Regions from separate parts of the Sus scrofa genome. Here region 1 is linked to region 2. Evidence: chromatin contacts called from public Hi-C data. All regions are on one chromosome and are shown on one strand. Each heading gives the region's core, a stretch centred on a gene start, on an enhancer-like site or on the middle of the called end of the contact. The rest is flanking DNA. Distances are from core to core; before and after follow the strand shown.

Region 1 (7,133 bases), core at 2,002-4,501, 1.1 Mb before region 2:
CATTTATCTTCATCTGTCTCTAAGTGGCAAGAAAAAAAGATGTTGAAAAATAAGGGGAGATAGGAAAAGAAAAATACATTACTTTCTTGAGGACGTAATCAGAGTTTTGAATCTCTGTATTGTATTTGTTTTCCTGCTTTCCTTTCTCCATTTCATGATTCTTTCTTCTTTTTTTTCTATGGTTTTCTTCTTTTCCCTTCTCTTAATAGGTTTTAGGTTCTAATAAAGTCCAGCACCTGTGATGTCATCATCTTCTGATGTTGGGGTCCTTTTCTCTTTGGTTTTTAACTGGATAGTGTTAAGCTGTTTTCCATAGCATTCTGTTTAACTCATGTCGTGGGAATTTCTCCTTTTCTTGCCATAGCATGAAGTATGGGTGTCTGTGTTCATGAATCTAAACTTCTTCCTCTTCTTTTTTTTCTCTACGACTTGCTCAGTGCTTAAGCACAAGTCATGCGCATAGTATGCATTGAGAAGCCATATATGTTCAGTATGACCTCATTCATATATGATACAGACATTTTTTGAGTACATACTACATGCCAAGTCCTGGGGATGTGCCAGATTCTGGGGATACAAAAATGACGAAAATATAATCGCCCGTGCTAAAGATGCACATTTCTTGTAGGGAAGAAATAATTTGTTTAAAAGAAAAACATCGTAGTGTTGTATACAGAGCTTTTCTCATCCATGAACTAAGCATAAGCATAAAAATACATATTTCAGGAGTTCCCGTCGTGGCTCAGTGGTTAACGAATCCGACTAGGAACCATGAGGTTGCGGGTTCGATCCCTGGCCTTGCTCAGTGGGTTAAGGATCCAGCGTTGCCCTGAGCTGTGGTGTAGGTTACAGGCGTGGCTCGGATCCCGCGTTGCTGTGGCTCCGGCGTAGGCTGGTGGCTACAGCTCCGATGAGACCCCTAGCCTGGGAACCTCCATATGCCGCGGGAGCGGCCCAAGAAATAGCAAAAAGACAAAAAAAAACGTATTTCATAGAGTTATCAAGTGAAGCGAATGCTCTACTGTCTGAAAAGCCCCTCGCCACAGCCGTGGGCACTAGGCAATCATTCATAAACGGCAGTCATTATTACCTATAAAGTATAATGTGTTCTTGAAGAAGGAGATAAAATTTTCTTGGGCTTGTTCAGTCAAGAATCCTAAGTTAATTGAGGCCCTTGATGCAGGCAAGGCTGTACCACCAACTCTTATCTTAGCCCTGCTTCCTTCTCACCTTTGTGGTATCCAATCACATGCTAGAATCTAATTCCCAGTTGTACCTTTTTAGTGACTGGTAAGAGTCTGTGAGTACCTGGAGGGCAGTGCCATATGTAATCCTAAGCATTTCTGTTTTTCTCTGTTCTTTCAGAAATCTGTAAATGTTTGTTGAGTGAATTTGTAGAATAAATCTATAGATTCTAGGAAACACTTCTATGGAATACTAGGGTGATTTTAGTAAAGTCTTTGCAAATAAGGTAGCCAGATTGAAGACAGCATCTTTCCATGGGCAGATGAATAGTCATCTTTTTCCTATGTCTTTTTTTTTCTTTATTGGTTCACACCTGTGGCATATGGAGGTTCCCAGGCTAGGGAGTTGGAGCTGCTACTGCCCTGTATGACACAGCCACAGCAACACCAGATCTAAGCCACATTTTTGACCTACACCACAGCTCACGACAATGCCTTAACCCACTGATGGAGGCCAGGGATTGAACCTGCATCCTCATGGATACTAGTCGGGTTCGTTACCACTGAGCTACAATGGGAACTCTCTCCTATGTCATATTTTTGTTTTGGGAATCTGATCAAATGCAGTTTCATCTATAGGATGCAGTTGAGTGTTGTAGCATAGGATAAATGCACATACGGAAAAGATGAGGCCAGCAGGGGTCAGTTTAATACCAGTGTAAGTTGCGAGCACAGTACTTCTCACCTCTCTGTAAACTGGACTGAGAATGGAAACTGAAATGTACAGTCCAGATATAAGATTTTCAATTTCAAGCTATCGCAGAGAATTTCCAAAAATTTAGGTAGAACTATGTAACTATTTTTAATGAACGATAAAGACTTCTAGTGATAGAAGATAAGCTATGGACAGTAGGTGGCTTAGCTCTCTTTTTTCTCATATGCAGAATAGGACTTTTCAGCCAAAGTTATTTTTCCTCACTGGCTGTTTGGTGTTGACATGCGCTAGAAGAAGCTTGGAGATACCATGTGCATTCCTTTGGTCTTAGCTCCTTGGTAGGCTTTCTTACATAATATAGGCATAATTTATGCCTATTGTTTGGCTGGCTGGCTATAAAGATAAACCAGCCCTAGTCATAACTTGTATTTGAAATGTCAGTATTTCGTGGAGTTAAATTTATAATAAGAAATTTTACATGAAATGATTACTTTTGGACACTAAACTTCAAGTCAAATAACAAAGGAATATATAATTAATATCATTTTATATATATAATTATGTTATAACATAATTATAATTAGATATTTTAGTATATAAAATATAGTAAAATAATTAAATATTTTTATATTTTAGTAATCATTATAATTATAATTATTTATATTATGTTATAATTATGTTATAACAATTATAATTATATATTTTAGTATACAACATAAAGTAATTATATGTTTTATATTTTAGTAATAATTCAATTATATATTTTAGTATATATACTATATTATATATACATATAAATATACTTAATATATTTATATATTTGTCAAATATATTTTATATAATTATATAATTTCAGTGGTATAATATAGAAATATTATAAATTATTAATGTTAATTATATGAGTATATATTAATTAATATACATACATATTAGCTGAAGGATTTGAATGGCCTTATCTTTGCCACCTAGATACATGAGGTTGACATTTATAAGACTAGGCTCTCAAATGCTGGGAATACAGTATGTGCTAAAACTCAGCCCTGCCTGCTATTCTTAGTTACTGAGAATAAGTACTCTTATCAGACAGAATAGTTGTTTTCTTGGTGTCTTAGTCCACTTTTTCGTAAGGGGGTAGCTCTTTGTTACTATAGTTGTTGAACCAAGTATTTTTGTGTTAAGACTGAAGAATGGTAGACTGTTAGACCTGGAAAACACCTGAAGGGTCATAGCCTTCATTTAATGTGGTTTATTTATGTATCTATTTAATCTGGTGTTACCGTGTGCTGTGGTGTAGGTCACACATGTGGCCTGGACCTGGTGTTGCTGTGGCTGTGGCTGTGGTGGCAGTCGTAGCTCACAGCATATGGGAGCTCCCAGGCTAAGGGTCAGATAGGAGTGATAGCCACCAGCCTACACCACAGCTCACAGCAACCCCGGATCCTTAACCCACTGAGCGAGGCCAGGGATGGAACCTGCATTCTTGTGGACACTAGTCAGATTCATTTCCTCTGCGCCACGAGGAAACTCCAGTAGCCTCTGTTTTATACAAGGCTATAAGATGCATCATGGGCAGGACTGTTGCCGGCAGAGCAGTTCAGACTTTTTATATTGTTCTTTTTCCATGATACCACACCATCTTGTTTCTCTCCATACTGTGGGTTTGCTTGTTCACTATTCTGCATATTTGGGTTTAATGCTAAATATATTATCAAAATTAGAGAGCCTGCCTTTTCTTGTACTCTCTTTCTTCGGTCGTGGACTAGAATCCCATGCCCGAGTTTCCATTGTGGCCCAGTGGTAACAAACCTGATTAGGATCCATGAGGATGTAGGTTCGATCTCTGGCCTTGCTCAGTGGGTTAAGGATCTGGTGTTACCGTGTGGTGTGGTGTAGGTCACACATGCGGCCTGGACCTGGTGTTGCTGTGGCTGTGGCTGTGGTGGCAGTCATAGCTCCGATTCAGCCCTAACCTGGGAACTTCCATATGCTGCAAGTGTGGCCCTAAAAAGCAAAAAAAGAAAGAAAGAAAGAAAGAAACAAAAGAAAAAAAAGAACCTCCTGTTCATAAGGACTGGTCACAGTGGTCTAGACAGCAGGCAGGTCACAGCAATCTCCCATCCTGGCTTTCATGGCTCCCATAGGATTGTCTTGAGCCATGTCCACTAGGGCCACTTAGAGCCACAAGAGTATAGTTCTCCCCAGAAGGGACCAGGGCACCACCTGAAAGTCCAGTAGGTAACACGCTGCCTGCGGTGCTCATAGGGACGGTTGTGAGGTCTGTGATGCATCTGTGGTTACACTTTAGGGCTTGGAGATGAAGGGCTGGTGCGGTGTGAGCAAGGGAACCCAGGGCAGCAGTACTCATTGAATTACCAAGGGGCTCTGTGGTTTGGACAGCAGGCAGGTGGCTCTGCCTCACACTTGTGTCTCAAACAGGCTATTTTCTTGGCTGCATTAAGTTTTTTCTTTTTAAGCATTGAAGTATTTCCTTTTCTGTCTATATGGGTTTTCTGTTGTGTGATAGATTGCCACCAACTTAGTGGCTTAAAACAATACGTACTTATTTTACAGTTCTCTGAGTCCAATAGCTGTTTTCAGTTTCGCATCTGGGCGTGTAACAATTCCTGACTTTTCTAGAAAGAACACAGTTGTATAACATGAAACACTGATGTGAGCATATGGACATTCAAAGCCAGTATTCAGGGCTCTTGCTTCAAACCACTATGCACATGATTATTTCTTGTTTTATTTATTTATTGCCATTTTCTTGGGCCGCTCCCACGGCATATGGGGGTTCCCAAGCTAGGGGTCGAATCAGAGCTGTAGCCGCCGGCCTATGCCAGAGCCACAGCAACGCTGGATCCAAGCCACCACAGCTCATGGCAACACCGGATCGTTAACCCACTGAGCAAGGGCAGGGATCGAACCCGCAACCTCGTGGTTCCTAGTCGGATTTGTTAACCACTGAGCCATGACGGGAACTCCTATTTCTTGTTTCTTGTTTCTAAATTACTGCATATAATTGAAAGCAATACAGTAACATTTTAAAAATTCTACAACTCAGGATTTTCACTGATTCAGGCTGGGAGTTCTTCTGTCCAGGCAAGATTCATCGAGATTTTATTGACTAGCCATAATCCCTGTGGAATAAAATCCCTCGCCATAGATATAGGCAGCCTGAGAGCCAATCACACGTCATGAGAACATGACCTAAAGCATCTCTGACAGAACAGAGAGCCAGTAGCTTCTGTCTCAGCCCTTCTCCCCTGCTCTCTGCTTATATCAGGATTCAATTTTACAAGTAATGTATTAGAAATGTTAAGCCAACCCCAATAGTGTCATTTAAGAATAACACTTGACACAGTAAATGCAAGAGTCATACAGTCGTATGGGAGAAAAATGCGAATTTATAAATTAGATCTAGATTCTAATTCTGGCTCCATCCCTTGTCCCAATTATTTAATTTATGAACCTCAGTTTCCTGATGTAGAAAGTGAGAATGTAATATCACCATTACAATATTAAACTATTCTATTTTTTGGAGGGGGAGCTATCCTGCGGCATGTGGAGTTCCCAGGCCAGGGATCAGATCCAAGCTGCAGTTGTAACCTATGCTGCAGCTTTGGCAACACTGGATCCTTTAACCCACTGTGCTGGGCTGGGAATTGAACCTGTGTCCTGGCGCTACAGAGACGCCACTGATCCCATTGCACCACATCGGGAACTCCCGAACTAATTCTTTCAGTGATGACATAGAAGTCATTCAATTCAGTATTAATTGAGTTGCTAGTATAGGTTATAGTTATGTTATTAATATATCTACTAAGTGTAGTGGCAGATCTGGAACAAGCGATGACATCAATCAACAAGTAAGCAGAGGAAACTGCGAGACTTCAGGAAGGAGATAGGATGTAACCCTGGGCCTCAAAGGGTCACTTTAGATTGGTGGGATAGAGTGGGATAGACAAAAGGAAGATTTTGTTAATTAGGTTCAGGCCCATACACTTGCTGGTCTCGATGGACCTAGTAATGAGAACTTATAAATTCTTCAGCTCCTTCAGATTAATCAAGTTATCAGGTTAATGGTAATGTTAATTAGAGCTTGGACCATTTTATTAAAGATGCTATGATTCCCAATTGATACTTGATACCCTGGTAAAATATGTCAGAGATGATAGGGAATCAGGGGGTCTTCCAAAAACCAAAAGAAGTCTGGAGAGAAATCTGCGTGTGTATCATTTACACAACCCACACCCGGGAATGGTGAACATAGGGGTCCTCTCTTATTGTCCATAGAAAAAGCCAGAAACGACATTGATTCTTTAGGGGCTGACAGAAGAAAGATGGAGAACCTCAGGCCAGGTGTGAGAGTAGAAGTCTGTTGAAATGTGAAACTGAGATCGGGGTTGACCAAAAGCCTGCTTTCAGTTTAGCTAGTATCACTGAGCACAGGACTCTGCTCAGATACCTACGGCGGAGCCTCTCCTCATCGGTTACATTCCAGGAAGACTATCTCAAGGGTTGTAAGATCGATGCAAAAAGTGGTCCGAGGATAGATAGGCATAATGTCTAGTTGGATAGTGGGGAGAATTAAGGATGTCTTAAAAGCCTTATTTTCTGATAAGACCTCTCTGCTCCTTTATGCCAAGAACAGTTTGCTGGCATTTGAGAAGTATATTGTTGAATATGCTTAGATGGAAATTTGAAATGTTTCCCCAGAGCATTCTTCATGTCAGATTTTAGGAATTTGCTATGGGCTAGGAATAATGAAATAACATAAACCATATATTTTTCTATTTTTAGAAGTGGGCTAAGAATATAGATTTATAGGTATTTTATCAATTGAGAAAACTGTAATCCATACATTAACATAGGATTATTAGCTTTGTAGATTACTTAGGTTATATTTATAATTGTGCCTCTTCTTTTCCTTTTGACCAAGCATATACTCAGCTGGCTCTCTAGGCGGATCTATATTCAGGCTATGCAAATATATTTTAATATATCTCTATTTCATCCTTAAGAGGCAGGCAAATATTCTGACAAAAAGTTTCAAAGCGAATTTTGCATTATTAAGTATGAAATATATATTCCATATCTTTGGGGCAAGACATTTGTCAGGTTCATAAAGCTAGATGTAACCATTCATAAATAAAAATCGCCCCAGGTGATGTTTAATGGAAGAGAATTAAGAAACCATGGAAAATGAATGAGAAAAGGAAAATATTATTTTC
Region 2 (6,753 bases), core at 2,387-4,886:
TTTTGAACCCAGCACTCAGCCCAGCAGGAGCCCACGTTTAAGATCCTGGAAGATGCTGGGGTAGGGATCAGTGGGGGTGGGGGGTGACTTCTGGATTTGTATTCATTCAGGATACAGCCCTCCTGATCCTGAAGGTAAAATGAAAGGTTCTCCTGGCTCCGGGAAAACGATCCCTAAGAACGACAGAGAATTCATGCAAAACCCTCTCATTCAGCTTAACTCTCCTTGGACGTGCAGGAATGCTGCAAAAGTTAGGGATGTGGGAAAGGGAAAGAACGAGAAGGCTGCAAAAATTCCGAGGGCAAGGGGAGCATGCCGGCGTCCTCGCGGGCAGACCCGCCTCCGCGTGCACGCCGGGAGGGCCGGGCCGAGGCGCCTCTGCAGCGGGAGGAGAGCCCCCGACCGCCCTGCCCCGGCCGCTCGTCACCCAGGAAGGGGGACTCGGGCTGGGATGAGGCAGATAACGCGTCTCCGCCTTATACCGTCAAAACTTACCCCGTATTTCTTGCCCCTGGTGGAGACTGCAAGCCTCTCTTTATTCCCAGCTACCGAATTCATGGTGGCTTTTCCAGAAGCGAGGGTCTAAATGTTCCACCAACGCTACATCCAAAAGGTCTTCCAACCCAGAAGGGTGCCCAGTCGTCGGGGTCTGTCTCTTGGCCCTCGAGTCAAGATTTCTTGGGGGCGGGGAGGGATAAAAGCAGAGGGACCCCAGAAGTAACAACACTAATTTGCAGAAGGGTTGGAGTGCCTGGTTTATTCTTCTCTTCAAATAATGCTCTTCCTCCTCTTCTGCCTCCTCCGGTCTCACACGTTGTCTTTTCACGGTCACATCCAGATAACTGGCATTTTCCTTAGCCTAGTGAGTCCTTTTCCTCCACGACGGAAAAGAAGAGCACAATCGGGGCACACAGCAGCTGCACAGGAGATGGGCGAGCCCCCGTCTCGCCTTCGCGGGCGAGCAGGCTATGGGAACTTGTCTCCTTCGCGGAGCTTGGTAACTGAGTTCAAAGAAATTCTCCCAAAATATAAAGATCCAGATGGGGAGGAGCCTCGGCGCGTCCAGGAGCCAATATCCGCCGGCTCGTTTTGCCTGACAGTTGCGCGAGGGCAGAGAGGGGCGCGGCGTGGCCCGGCTGCCGTCCGTGGTCAGCGAGCGCGTGTGCGCCGGGGCGCAGCGCGGAGACTCACCAACAGCGGCCCCGCCGGGGAGCCAGCCGCCTGGCTGCCGCCGCCACGCCGGCCGGGATCCATTTTATGCTGCGGCGCTCCTGCCTGACATTGCGAGGCGAAGAGCCGGGGGAGGAGGGGTTGTAAATCTTGCCGGCTGGGGGGGAAGTTGCTGGTGAGCCGGGGTCCAGGGCTCTAATGAAACAGTACTGCATGGAGCTGGGGGCAGCGCAGAGCGAGCGCGACGGGACAGAAATGCACCCGAGCCTCCCCGCCCCCAAGTTCTTTCTCTTCCTGGCAAGGCTTGCAGTTCTGCCTTTGAAACGCCGTGCAAGAGGGATTGAGTCACAAACAAGTCCACAAATATGCCGGGTCCTCCCCCCGCCCTTTGTTCTCCTAGACCTGCCCTGCAAACCTTTTCTGGAATTGCCCTACCAAGCCCGGCCGGCCAGGGGACCACCCTCCCAAGTGCAGCGGGAAAATGGGGCCTTCGCCCCCCGCCCGCTCGCGCCCCCGGTGTGCGCGTGCCTGGCCAGCCGCCCAGGGCTGGGATGCGCGAGCCCGGGGTGCAAGCGGGCTGCTGCTGGCCAGGGAAACTGAGGGACTAGCCACGCTGCACACGCGCAGCACGGACGGCGCGGGCCTGAAAGGGGGTGTGAGCGAGCTGGCCTTGGCCTCGCCTTGGCCCCGGGGTCCGCTCGGCCCTCCTCTTCTCGTCTTCCAGCGCGCAGGGGCCGGGAGCACACGGTCGTAGCCCTCCTCGGTCCCTCCTTGGCCCCCGGCGCAGCGCCCCGAGCGCAAGAAGCCAGCATACGCCGGGCTCCACATAGAGCTGCTCCAGGGTGTCATTTTTCATCCCTGGAGGACATTTCTTCTGGTGAGCCGGCAGGTCTGTTTTGTTGTGACCTTTAATTAACACCCCGCGAGACGCCTCTTGAAGCACGGCCGGGTGTGGGGATCACGTGAGGTGTAATGGCATCTCTGCGCCGGCGAGGGACCAGGCCGAGGGGGTAGGCGAGGGCGCAAAGGATGCTTGGGGTTTTCCACTCTCCAGTTTCCCTCTGAGGTATGGAGGGGACCGGAAGACAACATTCTAGGGTGCTGGATCCCTGGGGCAACGCCCCCGACAGCTTGCCTTTCTCAGGAAAATTCCTTCCTTGCTTCCCCCGCGCTGACACCTAGCCACCCCTCCCTCTGCAGCCCTTGCGTGGGAATATTTCACAGCCACCAAGGCGAAGCAAGAAGGTCAAAACATAGATGTCGATAATAGTGTGGAAGTTCCCATTACGTTCCTAGTTCCTATTTAAAAGTGATCATATCAAGAGCAGACCTGAGGGGCCAGGTGCACCTCTGAGCAGCGTTCCCCACCTCTGAATTCCGCCGAGGTGCCGCGGAAAATAGCACAGCCATTAGCTCCGCGCTGCTCATCTGCAGAAAAGCAGCGTGTGTGCCAGGTGAAATGGACGCGCCAGTGAAGCCCCCCCCCCGGGGGGGGGGCACGTGAGGTGTCGAGAGCATAGGGGAGCTGCGAGATTCACCTTGGAGACCGAGAAGGCCAGAGGTGGTCTGATTTGCATCCCAAAGTAGCTGGGGCTCCGAAGGGTGTTTGGTGAGCTCGGAGCGCCCTCTGTTGATCGAAGTTGACAATCGGAGGCCCTGCAAGAGGGTTTGATTTGAGGTTTTTTAAGAATGGACGTAAAATTGTATACCCAAAATCCGTGAAATGCACGAATTTTAGGTATACAATTGTATTCATTTTGACAAATGTACGCTCCCAAGTAAGCCACCACTTCAATCAAGGTGTAGATTTCCATCGCTCCAGAAAGTTCTTTCCTGTCTTTTTCCAGGTGATCCCTGGCCCTCATACCCAACCACAGCTCAATCACCATAAATTAGTTTTGCCTGATCTTGAAGTTTTAATTGATAAAATCAGTGCAGTCTGTAGCCTTCTGTGTTTGAGGTTTTTGAGCTTCATGTTGCTGCGAGTACGGATCTGTTTACTGTGTACTGAGTTTTCGTTCCTCTGTGATTTCATCCTTCTGTTGGCCTTTTAGCTTTAAGGATTATAATATGCATCTTTAACTTATCATGGGCCACTTAGGGTTAACTTTGTGCCGCTTTACCTAAAATGTAATAACCCTGCAACTGTATAATTTCGCCTCCCTCCTTTGTGCTACTATTTTGATATACTTCATAATCTACAAACACTATAAAACCCAGAATACAATCCTGCCAATTTTACTTTTAAAAATATGTTTTTAGTGAAACTGGAATGTTTTAAATGTGTAAGGTTTTTTTATACTTACCTAATTTTACCATTTAAGGGACTTTTCATTATTTTCCTATAGAGCCAACTTTCCAAGTGAGTCATTTCCTTTCCGACTGAAAAACTTCCTTTAGCATTTCTTGTACTGAGGGGCTCCTGGCAACAGATTCTCTCAGCTTCTGCTTATCTGAAAATGTCTTAATGTCACCTTTGTGTTTGAAGAATAGTTTAACTGGATGTCGAATTCTTGGTTGACAGTTGTTTTTCTTTCCACCCTTTAAAGATGTCACTCATTGGAGTTCCCATTGTGGCTCAGCAATAACACACCAGACTAGTATCCATGAGGATGTGGGTTTGATCCCTTGCCCCGTCAGTAGGTTAAGGATCTGGCATTGCTGTGAGCTGCAGTGTAGGTCACAGACATGGCTTGGATCTGGCATTGCCAGGGCGGAGATGTAGGCCGGCAGCCACAGCTCCAGTTCGACCCTTAGTCTAGAAACTTCCATATGCCATGGGTGTGACCCTAAAAAGCAAAAAAAAAAAAAGGAAAGAAAGAAAAGAAAAGATGTCACTCTTTGACTTCTGGCCTTCCTTGCTTCTGATTAGAGGGCAAAATTAATTCTCAGGGGAAATCCCTCTTTACGATGGGTCCTTTTTCTCCGGATGCTTTGAGGATCTTTCTCTTTGCCATTGGTTTTCAGCAATTTGGCTATGATGCTCCTGGATGTGGTTCTCTTATGTTTTTATCCTGCTTGTGGTTTGAATTCTAGGACCTGTGGCTTGATCTTAAGTTTTTCACCAACTTTGAGGAAATTACAGCCATGATTTATTCAATTTTTTTCCCCTGCTCCATTCTCACTTTCTGGGACTCTAATTACATGCATATTTTTATGCTCTTTGAATTATCCCATAAGTTACTGAGGCTCTGTTAATTATTTCGATCTTTGCCCCTTTATTCTTCAGATTGCACTGATCCTTTATTAATTTCACTGACCTTTAGTTCTGCTGTCTCCAGTCTCCATCAAGCCTTTCCAATAAATTCATTCAGATAGCATACGATAGTGTACTTTTCTCTCACTATATATATATACACACACACACACGTATTTATATATTTTACCATTTTTCTGTTTCTTTTTCCTTTCAATCAGTGAACACAGTTATAATGACAGCTTTAAATTTCTTGTCTGCACATTCCAACATCTGACTCATCTGGAGGTCACTTTCTACTAACTGATTTTTCTCTTGATTGGGAATCACATCTTTCTGTTTCTTATCATATCCAGTAAATGTTACCTACATGCTAAATACTGTGGATATTACATCATAGAGACACTAGATTCTGTTCTCTTCTTTTGAAGAGTATTGATTTTGTTCCAGCAGGCAGTGAAGTTAGTTTTGGGTCACCTTAAACTTGCAGAGGCTTGGCTTTATGCTTTGTTAGAGCAGTTCTATTTATGTTTTTCCCTTAGATCTCAGAAAAAAATTCCTTAGTCCTGGAACTTGTTCTTTATCCCTAAAGTATGGGCCTTCTGGATTTTCAATGACAAGTCTGAAATGTTTGCCAGGCCCCTCTAACTTAGAACTTAAAATTCTAAGCTCTGCTCCCCTATAGGAATAGCAGCTGAAATCTCTGCTCAAGTCTTTCACTTCTAAATACTCTTACCCCAGGACTTTGTGTTCCATGTATGCAAAATCCAAAAGTATAAGCCTATGATTTGAGGGAAATTGAACATGGATATTAGGGCTGCCTCATGCTGGCTCTCTCCTTTCCAGGGTTTTTCTCCTCCCTTTCCAGCTACAGCCCTGAACTCTACCATGTAATGCCTCAAACCAGTAAGTTTTCATCTTGAATTATAGCCAGCATGCCCAGCGGACTGGAAAAAAACATGTCGGGAGTTCCCATCATGGCTCAGTGGTAATGAACCTGACTCATATCCATGAGGACATGGTTTGATCCCTGGCCTTCCTCAGTGGGTTAAGGATCCAGTGGTGCCATGATCTCTGGTGTAGGTCATAGATGCAGCTCAAACCTGGTGTGGCTGTGGCTGTGACTGACAGAGGCAGCTTTTATTTGACCCCTAGCCTGAGAACTTCCATATGTGACCCTGAAAAGAAAAAAAAAAAGTGAAAAAAACCCATGTCACTCCTTTCAAGGACTGAAAAATCCTTGACTCCCTGCTAGTCTCTGCCTATTTTGGCCACTCTCCAACAACTTTAAATAGGTTTGTGTTATTGTTGTCGCCAAGCTTGTAATTGTTTTCTTTGGCAAATTTAATTGTATATAAAGCACCCCATAATTTTAGCTTTATGGTGGCTTTTTCAAGGTAAGCTTAGGTTTTTAGAATTCTTGGTATCTCAAGGGTTTTTATTCTGTAAGTTAGTAGCCTAAAGAGTTAGTCTTTAAAGAAATGAGCCATAATTTGATCTTCTAACTGAAGTTTTCTAACAATGCAGCCCAACCCTTCATTGATAGATAGAAATCAGTTCAGTTCCAGACCACTGCAATAAAGCAAATATCACAATAAAGTGAGTCACAGGAATATTTTGGTTTCTCAATGCATATGAAAGTTATGTTTACACCATAGTCTATGAAGTGTGCAGTAGCATCATGTCTAAAATACGTACATTTCTTACTTCAGAAATACTTTATTGTGGAGTTCTCTGGTGGCTCAGTGGGTTAAGGATCTGGCATTGTCACTGCTATGACAGAGGTTTAATCCCTGGCCTGGGAACTTCCACATGCCATGGGCAGAGCCAAAAAAGAAAAAAAAAATTTTTTTTTCTTTTTTGTCTTTTTTAGGGCCACACTCATGGCATATGGAGGTGCCCAGGCTAGGGATCTAATCTGAGCTGCAGCTGCCAGACTACACCACAGCCACAGCAATGCCAGATCCAAGCCACGTCTGCAACCTACATCACAGCTCACAGCAAGGCCGGATCCTTAACCCACTGAGTAAGGCCAGGGATCGAATTCGCAACCTCATGGTTCCTAGTTGGATTCATTTCTGCTGCGCCACGATGGGAACTCCAAAAAAAAAAAAATTCTTTATTGTAAAAAAAAATGCATCATCTGACAGCGCAAGGCTACACACCTTCAATATATGGCAAAATGCATTATAACTGAAACACAATAAAATGAAGTGTGCGTGTGTATTTCTCACATCTTCATATTTGAGGATGTTAATGGGATTATTTCAAGATTTAGACAAACTAAAAGAATGTGTGTGTGTGTATATATATATATGTACATACATACACACACATATTTACACACATACATGGGTCACTATGCTATAACAACAGAAATTGACATA

The links. A called contact is a pair of places that touch in the nucleus more often than the background predicts.
Region 1: a Hi-C map of heart right ventricle shows a contact between it and region 2, with 8 times the contacts expected there. The contact joins the enhancer-like site here to the promoter of KIF26B in region 2. A contact is called at or near these places in 4 of 47 Hi-C or Micro-C datasets (embryonic fibroblasts, fetal heart ventricle, heart right ventricle and 1 more).

What each region holds. Positions count from the first base shown.
Region 1 is chr10:18,775,654-18,782,786 of Sscrofa11.1, reverse strand. The region is part of intron 5 of SMYD3 (SET and MYND domain containing 3); the gene reads left to right. Among named protein-coding and RNA genes, the nearest start is that of SMYD3, 240 kb to the left of the region's middle. Within about 2 kb of position 3,251, at least 1 of the 83 cell types and tissues checked has an H3K27ac peak or open chromatin away from gene starts, as enhancers often do.
Region 2 is chr10:17,705,248-17,712,000 of Sscrofa11.1, reverse strand. It overlaps KIF26B (kinesin-like protein KIF26B), which reads right to left and starts at 3,636. Exons shown (of 16, transcript XM_021064466.1): 1 at 3,477-3,636; 2 at 496-2,826. The coding sequence starts at 558.